Linked DNA regions of Ovis aries: region 2 is linked to region 1. The links are chromatin contacts, called in public Hi-C maps. All regions are on one chromosome and are shown on one strand. Each heading gives the region's core, a stretch centred on a gene start, on an enhancer-like site or on the middle of the called end of the contact. The rest is flanking DNA. Distances are from core to core; before and after follow the strand shown. Region 1 holds the start of FLT3LG (fms related receptor tyrosine kinase 3 ligand). Region 2 holds the start of PRMT1 (protein arginine methyltransferase 1).

Evidence for each region. Hi-C and Micro-C count contacts between places; a contact is called where the count stands out from the background.
Region 2: a contact with region 1 is called in a Hi-C map of muscle, with 4 times the contacts expected there. The contact joins the promoter of PRMT1 here to the promoter of FLT3LG in region 1. A contact is called at or near these places in 3 of 16 Hi-C or Micro-C datasets (blood and muscle).

Annotation. Positions count from the first base shown.
Region 1 is chr14:55,662,274-55,667,323 of ARS-UI_Ramb_v3.0, forward strand. It overlaps FLT3LG (fms related receptor tyrosine kinase 3 ligand), which reads left to right and starts at 3,000. Exons shown (of 7, transcript NM_001078660.1): 1 at 3,000-3,032; 2 at 4,065-4,178; 3 at 5,026-5,050. The coding sequence starts at 3,000.
Region 2 is chr14:55,809,320-55,814,369 of ARS-UI_Ramb_v3.0, forward strand. It overlaps PRMT1 (protein arginine methyltransferase 1), which reads left to right and starts at 2,155. Exons shown (of 10, transcript XM_027978635.3): 1 at 2,155-2,236; 2 at 5,036-5,050. The coding sequence starts at 2,201.

The DNA.
Region 1 (5,050 bases), core at 1,750-4,249:
GACCAGGGATTGAACCTGGGCCCCAGCAGTGAAAGCACCAAATCCTAACCACTAGACCCACCAAGGACCTCCCCCTCTCTGTCATAACCTGTTAGCCAACCTAACGTTATGTGAGGCGGTAATCTCACTGTGGCTCTGATTTGTATTTCCCTAATGAATAGTGATTGCACTGAGCCTTGAAGGGCAACGAGCATCTAATTAGAAAAGGTGTGTGTGTGGTGAGGGGCGGGCAGGGAGCATCCCTGGCGGAGGAAACCGCATGCGCAAAGGCCCAGAGGTGAGAAACAGCTTTGAGGGAACTAGTGGCTTCAGTGGTGGCCCCTCCAAAATACTTCCTCATCCACGGAACCTATGAATGTGATGTTCAGTTTAGTTCAGTTCAGTCACTCTGTCGTGTCCAACTCTGCGACCCCATGAATCGCAGCACACCGGGCCTCCCTGTCCCTTACCAGCTCCCGGAGTTGAATGTGATCTTACTTGGAAAATAATCCATGAAGATGGCAGTAAGTTAAGGATCTCAAGATAAGATATCCTGGGTTATCCAAGTAGACCCTGCATCTAAATACAAGTTTTTTTTTTAATAAGAGACAAAAGAGGAGGACTTCCCTGGTGGCTCAATGGTAAAGAATCCGCCTGCCAAGGGGACACAGGTTCGATCCCTGGTCCAGGAAGGTCTTACGTGCCATGGAGCAACAAATCCCGTGCGCCACAACTATTGAGCCTGTGCTCTGGAGCCCGGAAGCCACAACTGCTGAGTCCGGGTGCCACAATACTGAAGCCCAAGTGCCCTAGAGCCTGAGCTCCGCAACGAGAAGCCACCACAGTGAGCAGCCCACACACGGCAGCTAAAGAGTAGCCTCCGCTCTCTGCAGCTAGAGAAACGCCTGTGCAGCAGTGAACACCCAGTGCAACCAGAAATATACAATTTAAAAAGAGCGACAAAAGAGGAGAGGACAGGGAGAAGAGCGAAAAGCCATGTGAAGTTGGAGACAGAATTTGAACTCAATTTCTTGCCTCCTTCCCTGGAAGTTGAAGGTGAGAGGTTGGAGATTGGAAGTGAGAAGTTCCAGCCCTCTAGTCATGTGACTGGTCTTTCTGGTGCTGCCCAGCCCCCATCCTGAGTCACCTCATTAGGGTAAACTCAGATGTGGTCAGGGAGCCCGTCTTAATAACAAAGACACGCCTATCTGGAAGTTCCAGGGAGTTAGAGGTTGTCACCCAAGAAACAGAGCCCAAGAGCAGGTGCCCTATCCAGTATATGACAACAATGCATATTTGTTCATTCATTTAACAGATATTGATGGAGCACCTTCTGTGAGCCAGTCATGGTTCTAGGTGCTGGAGATCCAGCAGGATAAACAGATACTGTGGCCCTCCTGGAGTTGCACTCCTAATGGGGACAACTGACAATAAAGAAGATAAACTGCAGTGGTGTGTCAGAAGGTGATAAGTGACAAGGGAAAAAACAAAGCTCAGATGAGTGGGAGTGCTGGGAAGTGGTTGCAACTTGAAAAAGGTTGGTTGGGGAAGGCTTCGCCTTATGTATTTTTTAAAAAATTTTTGCGGAGTTGCCCTGGGTCTTCACTGCCATGCTCTGGCTTTCTCTACTTGAGGCGAACGGGGGTTCCTTTTCATTGCCGTGCGCGGGCTTCTCATTGCGGTGGCTTCTCTTGTTGCAGAGCATGAGCTCCTGGCACACAGGCTTCAGCAGTTGAGGCAGGCGGGTTCAGTAGTTGCAGCCTTTGCCTTGTGTATTTGAGCAAAGACCTGAATGAGATCAGGTTGAGCCATGTGGGTATCTGGGGGAAGGGCATTCCCGACTGAGGGAACAGCCAGTGCAAAGGCCCTGGGGCAGAAATGTGCCCGCCTCAGGCCTGTGTGGCCGGAGTGGAGAGAGGCAGGAGGAGAGGCCAGGTCTGTCTCGGCCACAGTGAGGACTTGGACTTGTGTGGCAGGTGCGCGGGTAAGGGGGAAGCGTGGAGCAGAGGAGGGAGGTGAGGGGACTTGGGTCTTCGCAGGCTCCCTCAGGCTGCACATGGAGAACAGACTAGCAAGTGAGGACAGAAGCAGGGAGGCTGGTAGGGTGAGTAGAAACCATGATTTCCAGGTGGGTGGTGGTGGCAGTGGCAGGGGTGAGATGGGTGGGATTCTGAACACACTTTGATGATCAGCCAACAAACTTGCTGATGGACTGGACTGTCAGTGGGCAGTGAGAGGCAGACGGAGTCTCAGGTCCCCTCCAAGGCTTTGGGCCCGAACATCTGGAAGGATGGAGCTGTCACTCCCTGTGGAAGCAGACGGGGGTTGGAGAGTGGGGGTGGGGTTTCAAGGCAAAGGTGAAGGGCTCAGGGTGACCTCCTCCTTGCCCGACCTGCGTTAATTCTAGCCGGAGACAGTTTCCCGTTGGAGCCCCCGAGCCACATTCACTGTGTCCCACTCGGGCTACCAACCCAAGGTCAGACCCCTTGAGCCTAAGTCCCGCTAAAGCGCCCACTGAGGCGACTTCTGCCACCTGTCACCACCAGGTGGCGCCCCGTGCACCAGCCTGATCCACCCCAGCTCACTCTCCCCCCAAAATTTCCTTTCACTTTCGATCTCTGGCTGTCACCCGGCGTGGCCCCTTCCACACCCAGCTGGGGCAAGCCTGGTGCGTGAGGAGAAATGGACTCCGGGTCCCCGAAGGGCGGGGCCGGGGTCCCCCTCCTGGGGCTGAGCGCAGACGGCGGGGGGTCGGGTTCCTGGGTCCCTGGCCTGCGCAGAGTTGCGGGCACCGGACGTCGGGGTTCTTAGAAGGGGAGATGAGGAGTTTTCACTGTAACTGTGCTTCACGCAGGAAGCCCTATAGAGTAGGAGGCGGAAACTTAGCCACATCAAAGGACCGAGGGAGGGGCGGGGAGGTGAAGGGGCGGGCAAGGAAGGGGCTGGGGTGTGGGGGTCCGAGACTCGCTCTTCTGTCCCTTCCAAGATCCGGCCACAGGCATGAAGGGCCCCCGGCAGAAATGATAGTGCTGGCGCCAGCCTGGAGCCCAACTGTGCGTATCCCTAGGGGTTAAGGTGGGGGAATGGCAGTGTCAAGATGGGCAGAGCTGAGAGGGGAGGTGGACAGAGTTGGGGTAGACACGAGTGGGGAGATGAACAGAGGTGGGAGGAGATGGACAGAATTCGGAGGGAGATGGACAGAGCTGGGGTGGTCAGAAGTGAGCAGATGGACAGAGGTGAGAGGTAGGGGAAATGGACAGGGGTGGGGAGATGGACAGGGGTGGGGGAGACGGACAGAAGTGGGGGAGATGGACAGGGTGGGGGAGATGGACAGGGGTGGTGGAGACGGACAGGGTGGGGAGACGGACAGGGGTGGGGAGACGGACAGAGGTGGGGGAAACGGACAGAGGTGGGGGAGACGGACAGGGTTGGGGAAACGGACAGAGATGAGGAAGACGGACAGAGGTGGGGGAGACGGACAGAGGTGGGGAGACGGACAGAGGTGGGGGAGATGGACAGTGGTGGGGGAGATGGACAGTGGTGGGGGAGATGGACAGGGGTGGGGAGATGGACATGGTGGGGAGATGGACAGGGGTGGGGGAGATGAGGAGATGGACATGAGTAGGGGAAATTGACACAGGTAGGGGGACGTGGACAGAGGTAAGCGAGATGGACAGGGGTTGGGGAAAGAAACAGGGAGGTGGGAGCAAACGGGGAAGATAGGACTCAGATCTAGGGAAAAACAGGAGAGATGAGCATGAAAAGACAGAGGAATGGGCAAAGACGAGAAAATCCTGGGCAGAGGTGAGCAGAAGTGGAGAGAGATGGGCTGAGGTGCGGAGATGGGAGGTGAGACAGAGCTGGCAGAGGAGGGCGAAAACTGGTTAGCACGTGCCCAGAGGCAGAGAGATACAGGGAAAGATGGTCGGAAGTGGGCACACAGGAGCCAAGCGGAGGAGCTGAGAAGTGGGAAAGCTGGAAAGGGGAAAGAGGGAAGAGAGAACAGGGGGCTGCCGGGGGCAGCCTCCACGACGGAGGGGGGCGTGTGTGGAGTCCATGGAGCCCCCGCCCTACCCCGCCTGCAGACCTCCCTTCTGCTGCTGCTGTTACTGCTCAGCCCTGGCCTCCAAGGGACCCCCGACTGCTCCTTCCGCCACAGCCCCATCTCCTCCACCTTTGCCATCAAGATCGGCAAGCTGGTGAGCGTCCCTGTTCCCAACCCGAGCCTGAGGTGCTGTCTCTGGGTCTGACTTCCCCCTGTCAAGAGTTTCTGTGGCCCCCCTGCCTCCTCCCTCTGGGTTCCCTTCCGTCGTCCGTCCCCCCATCCTTGCCCCCTTCGCTATGGGTCTCTGTCCCCCTTTCTCTGGGTCCCCATCTCCCCACCCTGGGTCTCTGCCCCCTTCTCTCTGGGTCCCCGCCCCCTCACTCTGGGTCCCTGCCCCCTTCTCTCTGGGTCCCCGCCCGCTCTCTCTGGGTCCCCGCCCCCTCTCCCTGGGTCCCCACCCCCTTCTCTCTGGGTCTCCGCCCCTCTTCTCTGTCCCGCCCCCTCACTCTGGGTCCCCGCCCCCTCTCTCTGGGTCTCTGCCCCCTCTTTCTGGGTCCCCGCCCCCTCTAGGTCCCCTCTCCCTCTCTTTGGGTCCCCGCCCGCTCTCTCTGGGTCTCCACCCCCTCACTCTGGGTCCCCGCCCCCTCTTTCTGGGTCCCCGCCTCCCTAGATCCCTTCCCCCTCTCTCTGGGTCCCCGCCCCCTCACTCTGGGTCCCTGCCCTCTCTCTCTGAGTCTCCACCCCCTCACTCTAGGTCCCTTCCCCTTCTCTCTGGATCCCCGCCCCCTCACTCTAGGTCCCCGCCCCTTCTCTCTGGGTCCCCGCCCCCTCACTCTAGGTCCCCGCCCCTTCTCTCTGGATCCCCGCCCCCTCACTCTAGGTCCCCGCCCCTTCTCTCTAGGTCCCTGTCCCCTTCTCTCTGGGTCCCCGCCCCCTCCCTCTCGGTCCCCATAGTTTGTTTCCTCCTGTCTGCGCAGGCCTGACCCCGTTTTCTCCCGCAGTCCAAGTACCTGCTTCAAGATTACC
Region 2 (5,050 bases), core at 905-3,404, 150 kb after region 1:
TAGAGAGAATGTGTTATAATTTTTCCTTCTTTATAGCAACACAAGAGCAAAAGTAATTGATTGGGTTAATTGGAATTCAGAAGGAAAAAAAAGATAAGACACAAAAACCCTGCTGAAACATTTGGAGAAATAGAAAAGAAAAAAAAAATTCCACACAACATACAATGTAAGGGTCAAGATGTGGGTTCAGATAAAGTCTCTGCTTTTCAACAGACAACATTAAGAAAAGGAAAAGACAGGTCACAGATTGGGAGAAAAATGTAAAGTCAGTATACCTAAAAGAGACCTGTATCTAGACGCTATAAAGAACGTTTACAATTGGTGAATAAGAAAACAACTCTGTTTGCAAAAATACACAAAAGAATTGAGCAGACACTTGACAAAAGAAAATATACAAATAGGGGAACTTCCCAGGTGGTGGAGTGGTTAAGGACCCGCCTTCCACTGCAGGAGGTGTGAGTTCCATCCCTGGTTGGGAATCTTGCAGCAACTACTGAGCCCACATGCTCTGGAACCTGTGCACAATAACTAAAACCCGAAGCAGCCAAATTTAAAAAAAAAAAAAAATTTTTATTTTAAAGAAAGAAAACATGCAAATTGCCGATAAGCACACGAAAACACGAAAAGGTGCTGAACAACATTGGCGGTCAGGGCAATAATGCAAGTCACAACCAGGAGATAATCTCTTCCTACACAGGAGAGTCGTTAAAATTATAGACTGATTTTATTAAGTGCTGGAGGGGATGTGGAGCACCTAGAACTCTCACGCATCACTGATGGAAATGCAAATTGGTAGAATACCATAGGAAACTTTGGGGCAGTTTCTTATCAAGTTAAACATACACCTAGCATAGGACGCGCAAGCATGTCCTCCTAGCTTGACCCAAGAGAACTGAAAGTGTACATCTACAGAAAGGTTGGGACACGATGGTTTATGGCCTCTTTATTCATAACAGCCCTAATCTGGAAACCACCCACATGTCCACCAAGAGGAAAATGTGATCCAGCAATACAATGGAATACTCCTCAGCAATAAAAAGGGCTGGACAATCGTTATATGAGACATGAACGAATCTTGAAAACATTATGCTGAGAAAAACAAGACAGGCACAAAAGAGCACATACTTTTATTGGAAAATTTAGCAGCTGAAAAGATACACTATAGTAACGAAACAGTGATTGCTTCTGGGGTTGGGTGGGAGGGCGGTGTTGAAAGGGTCGTGAAGGAACTTTCTAGGGTGATGGGATACATTCCCCAAGTAGCAGTTACCTTCATTCAACAAGTAACTTTTTCTACAGGTCGAGGGAAGCTACCTGGAGGAGGTGGCGACTGAGTTATGCCGGGACTGACTCATGAAGGCCAGACGAAGGGGGTGGGTGTTCCAGCATGGGTAGGACTTGGCAAAGGCCAAGTGCTTGAGTGGGGTCACTGGGTTTTAAAAACTTGTAACAATTAAGTAGAGGGCTAAAGATTAAACACCTCGACGCCTGAGTCCCATTTCTGACTTGATTCAGGATCACGGATAAGACCTCTTTGAGCCTCTCACTGCTTCAGTTTTCCATCAGGAAAATGGGCACAAGCTCCCTTATTTCCCGTTGGATTCCCTACAAGCTGGGAGAAGCCACAGAGTGAACGGTGAGTGACAGTTTGTTTGAGCCAATCTCTGGAGCCTAAAGCCTGCTTTCCTTTTTCGTGGGCCAATCGTCACGTTCTCCTTGAGGCCAGCAGCTTGGCGGAGGCAGGCCGAAAGCCTCATGACGTCACATTGCTAATAAACCAATAGCAGCTATTAAGAGGCGGGTACTTTTGGTGATAGTTCTATTTCAAGATGTCCGCTTAGCGCAGGGTCCGCCGGGAAGCTTTGAGGCGGTACGGGAGAAGGGGCGGGAACTCCCAGTAGATTCTGCCCAATCGTCAGTCGCGCTTCTTGCGATAGACGGGCAGTCTTTCCCATCCCCGTCGACTTAAGGGGGCGGGGTTCGGCACGCCAGAGTAGGCGGGCACCTCAGCTTTGATGGGTGTCTCCTTCGCCCAATGGCTAAATGGTATTTCCAGACGGGTCACCTCCTCTACCAATGAGATCTCCTGGCGGGGTCGCGGTGGGCGGGCCGTAGACCCTCCGGTATAAGGCGGTCCCGGGGGAGTGCGGAGAAAGGGGGGGGGTCTCGGCGGCCGGAGGAGGAGTAGACGCGGGTGAAGATGGCGGCAGCCGAAGCCGCGAACTGCATCATGGAGGTGAGCGCCAGGAGCGCCACCGGGGGCGGGGGGCGGTTTGGAAGTCGGTGTTTTACGCCTCCGCCGTGGGGAAGGGGCTCTGAGTCGCCGGATTGGGGTTGAAGGCCCCTGGCCGTACGGAGGGGGGCGCCGCGTGCTCCGTATCCGAGGATACCGTTTGAACTGCGGGTTCCCTAGCTTTCGGGGGCCTGAGGCGCCACGCCGAGCCGAGGGCCTACTGCCCCCTCCCACGTGGAGGAGGGCTGGGGGCGCTTCCGGCCTGGCCCCCACGTGGCCGTGGCACGGTGGGTGGGGAGGGGGTGTGCCGTGCCCGCTTGCCCGGCGGGTTCCACGTGCGGGACAAAGGCCCCGCCCCCGGCCAGGGGAGGGGCGCCCCGGGGGGGGGCGGAGAGGAGGCTCCGACCCTCCCTCCGAGGCCCCCTACCCTCCTCCCCGGGGATCGTGACGGGCACCTCGGGGTGGGGACCTCCGTGCAGTAATGAGGCTCTTGGGAGGGGCAGTGTGCCTCGACCCTTAACAAACCCTTTCCTGGGACCAGGGCATCTGCTTAGGCATCGGTCCAGGTTTCGTGCGCTCTTGCGTTGGGATTGGAGGAAGACGAAGAATTGGTTCCCTCTGGGACCCCTCCTACCCTCCAGTTTCCTGTCTCTGGATTCTCCCCCTCTTTGGGAGCTGGGGGGATGGGGCATGCCCCTGTGACCTCCCTCTGGTCTATGGGGGGGCATCGAGCGGAAGATCTTTCCCGATTAGGCGCTGTGCACCCCCTTGTGGCCATTTCTGGGTGTGTGGGAGGGACATCTTTTTCATGGGGCGTGTCTCCAAGCCCCCCTCCCTGTCGAAGCCCTCCCGGGCGAGGGGAGAGAGAATCTGTCCTGGGAAGGGCTGTGAGGTAGTGGAGGCAGCGGATTTACCTCCTTCTGGCCCTTCCTCTCCCTGGGGTATTTGTGAAGATGGGAGTTGACCACCTCCTCCCTGAACCCGTGTTTGAGGGTCCTGAACCTGCTTGCGTGAAATGGTGTCCCGTGAGGTGTGATTCTCTTGCAGTTATGTGGGGCTTGCCATGATGCTGTGTCTCAAGCGCTCTGGGGGCATGTCTGGCGGTGATGTCGGTGGTGTAGAGAAATGGGCCCTCAGGGGAAGTCCCCTCACCCGCCGTCTTTCCGTATCCGCGTCATTCACTGGTTTGGGGAGGATGGAGGTGGGGCTTGGAGCCCAGGGGTTATGTCTGTGATTTCACGCTTCTTGGCGCCTGGAGAGTGCTTGCATCTGGAAGAGCTGTAATCTGTTGGGCCCTCCGTACTCTCACCTCTTAGCTTGTAGCAGTCTCAGGAATGGGAGGTGAGGTTCCAAGATGCATACCTTGGGGGGCAGCCCCAGGGGTCACTCCAGTGACTCCCCCTTGGCTCTCTGCTAGACGAAGGCCTTCTTGGCTGGAGGAAATATCTTCCTCAGAGGTGGATCCAGGACTCGGCCCCTCCCCTGGGGAGTTTCTGGGCCTGAGATGGTGGTTCGAACGGGGAGTAGATGGGCTTGGGGGTCCAGGGTCTGGCCTCCTCCGTGGAACTCTGCCCTCCTGCGCAGAGGGTCATAATCAGGAGATTGGCACTCCCTTGTTTTGTTTGGGACTCCCTGAGTCCCAGGCAGGAGCTAGCAGCCCGCATGCCAGCTCTGGTGGGGGGTGCCCGTGTGCCACACCTCCTTTCTGGAATCCTCTCAGATGAGAGAGTGCTTTGCAGAGGTGACAGATGCCCAGTGGGTACACCCTGCCAGTTCCCTTCCCCCAGCTCGAATGGTACCCCAGGATGAGGCTTTGTGTCAGGAAGTGTCATCTAATCTGGGGAGATTAGATGGTGAGGGGGAGTGACAGCTGGCAGTGCCCTTGTGCCCGGCGGGTGCCAGTTCCTCTGGCCTGGATGGGGGAGGCGTGTGTGCTCAGGTGCCTGGCCCAACAGGGGCAGTGTGGGGGCAGGCCACCATCTCTCCAGCCACAGCTGGGATAGAACCCCCTCCCTGCTCCCCCACATCTCCCCCACCCCTGTTGAAAACAGCCTTGCCTCTTTACTTGTTCCTTCTCCCACCACTGCTCACAAAGGAAAAGCAAAATTGTAGGAAACACCTCCTTCTTGCCCAAGAGCCCGGGTCGCCTGGCCTGGCCCTCCCCTAGCCGCTCCTGGTAGCTAATCCTTTCTCCCTGTTACTCTCTCCTAGAATTTTGTAGCCACCTTGGCTAATGGGATGAGCCTCCAGCCGCCTCTTGAAGAAGTAAATATCCTTTTGTGAGACCCCTTCCCACATACACATTTCCTCACACGTCACGCCCTTTTTAGTGGTCTAACTGATCCCTCTGGCTTCAAACCACTTTACCCTTGGCCCCCGAAACACTTAGTCCAGACTCCGTCCAGGTTTGGGCCCCCACCTGGCCTCTCCCAATACTGTGGCTACTTCCTTAACTCCATTTACAGCCCCCCACCCCACCTTTGTCCTTCCCTGTGTCTGCCCCGCTTCCGCCTTCCTCTCCCCTCCCTTCCCCAGCTGTGGGCTGAGCTAGAGACGGGGGCAGACAGACTGGAGAGATGGTAGGCCTGGCTGAGGTATCGGGGGTGCCCTCCTGGATGGTGCTCTGGGGGTGGGGGGTTCCTGGGCGAGGCAAGACGGCAGGTGGGGGCTGTAGGGTTGCCATGGTACGGTTTGGGGAGTGGTTCTGTATACTCCATGGGGGCGTAGACCTGCCTGGAGGCTTCCGAATCTCTGGGGAGCCCCCAGATGTGACCCCGTTTGCTCCCATTCACCCCCTCCCAGGTCTCCTGTGGCCAG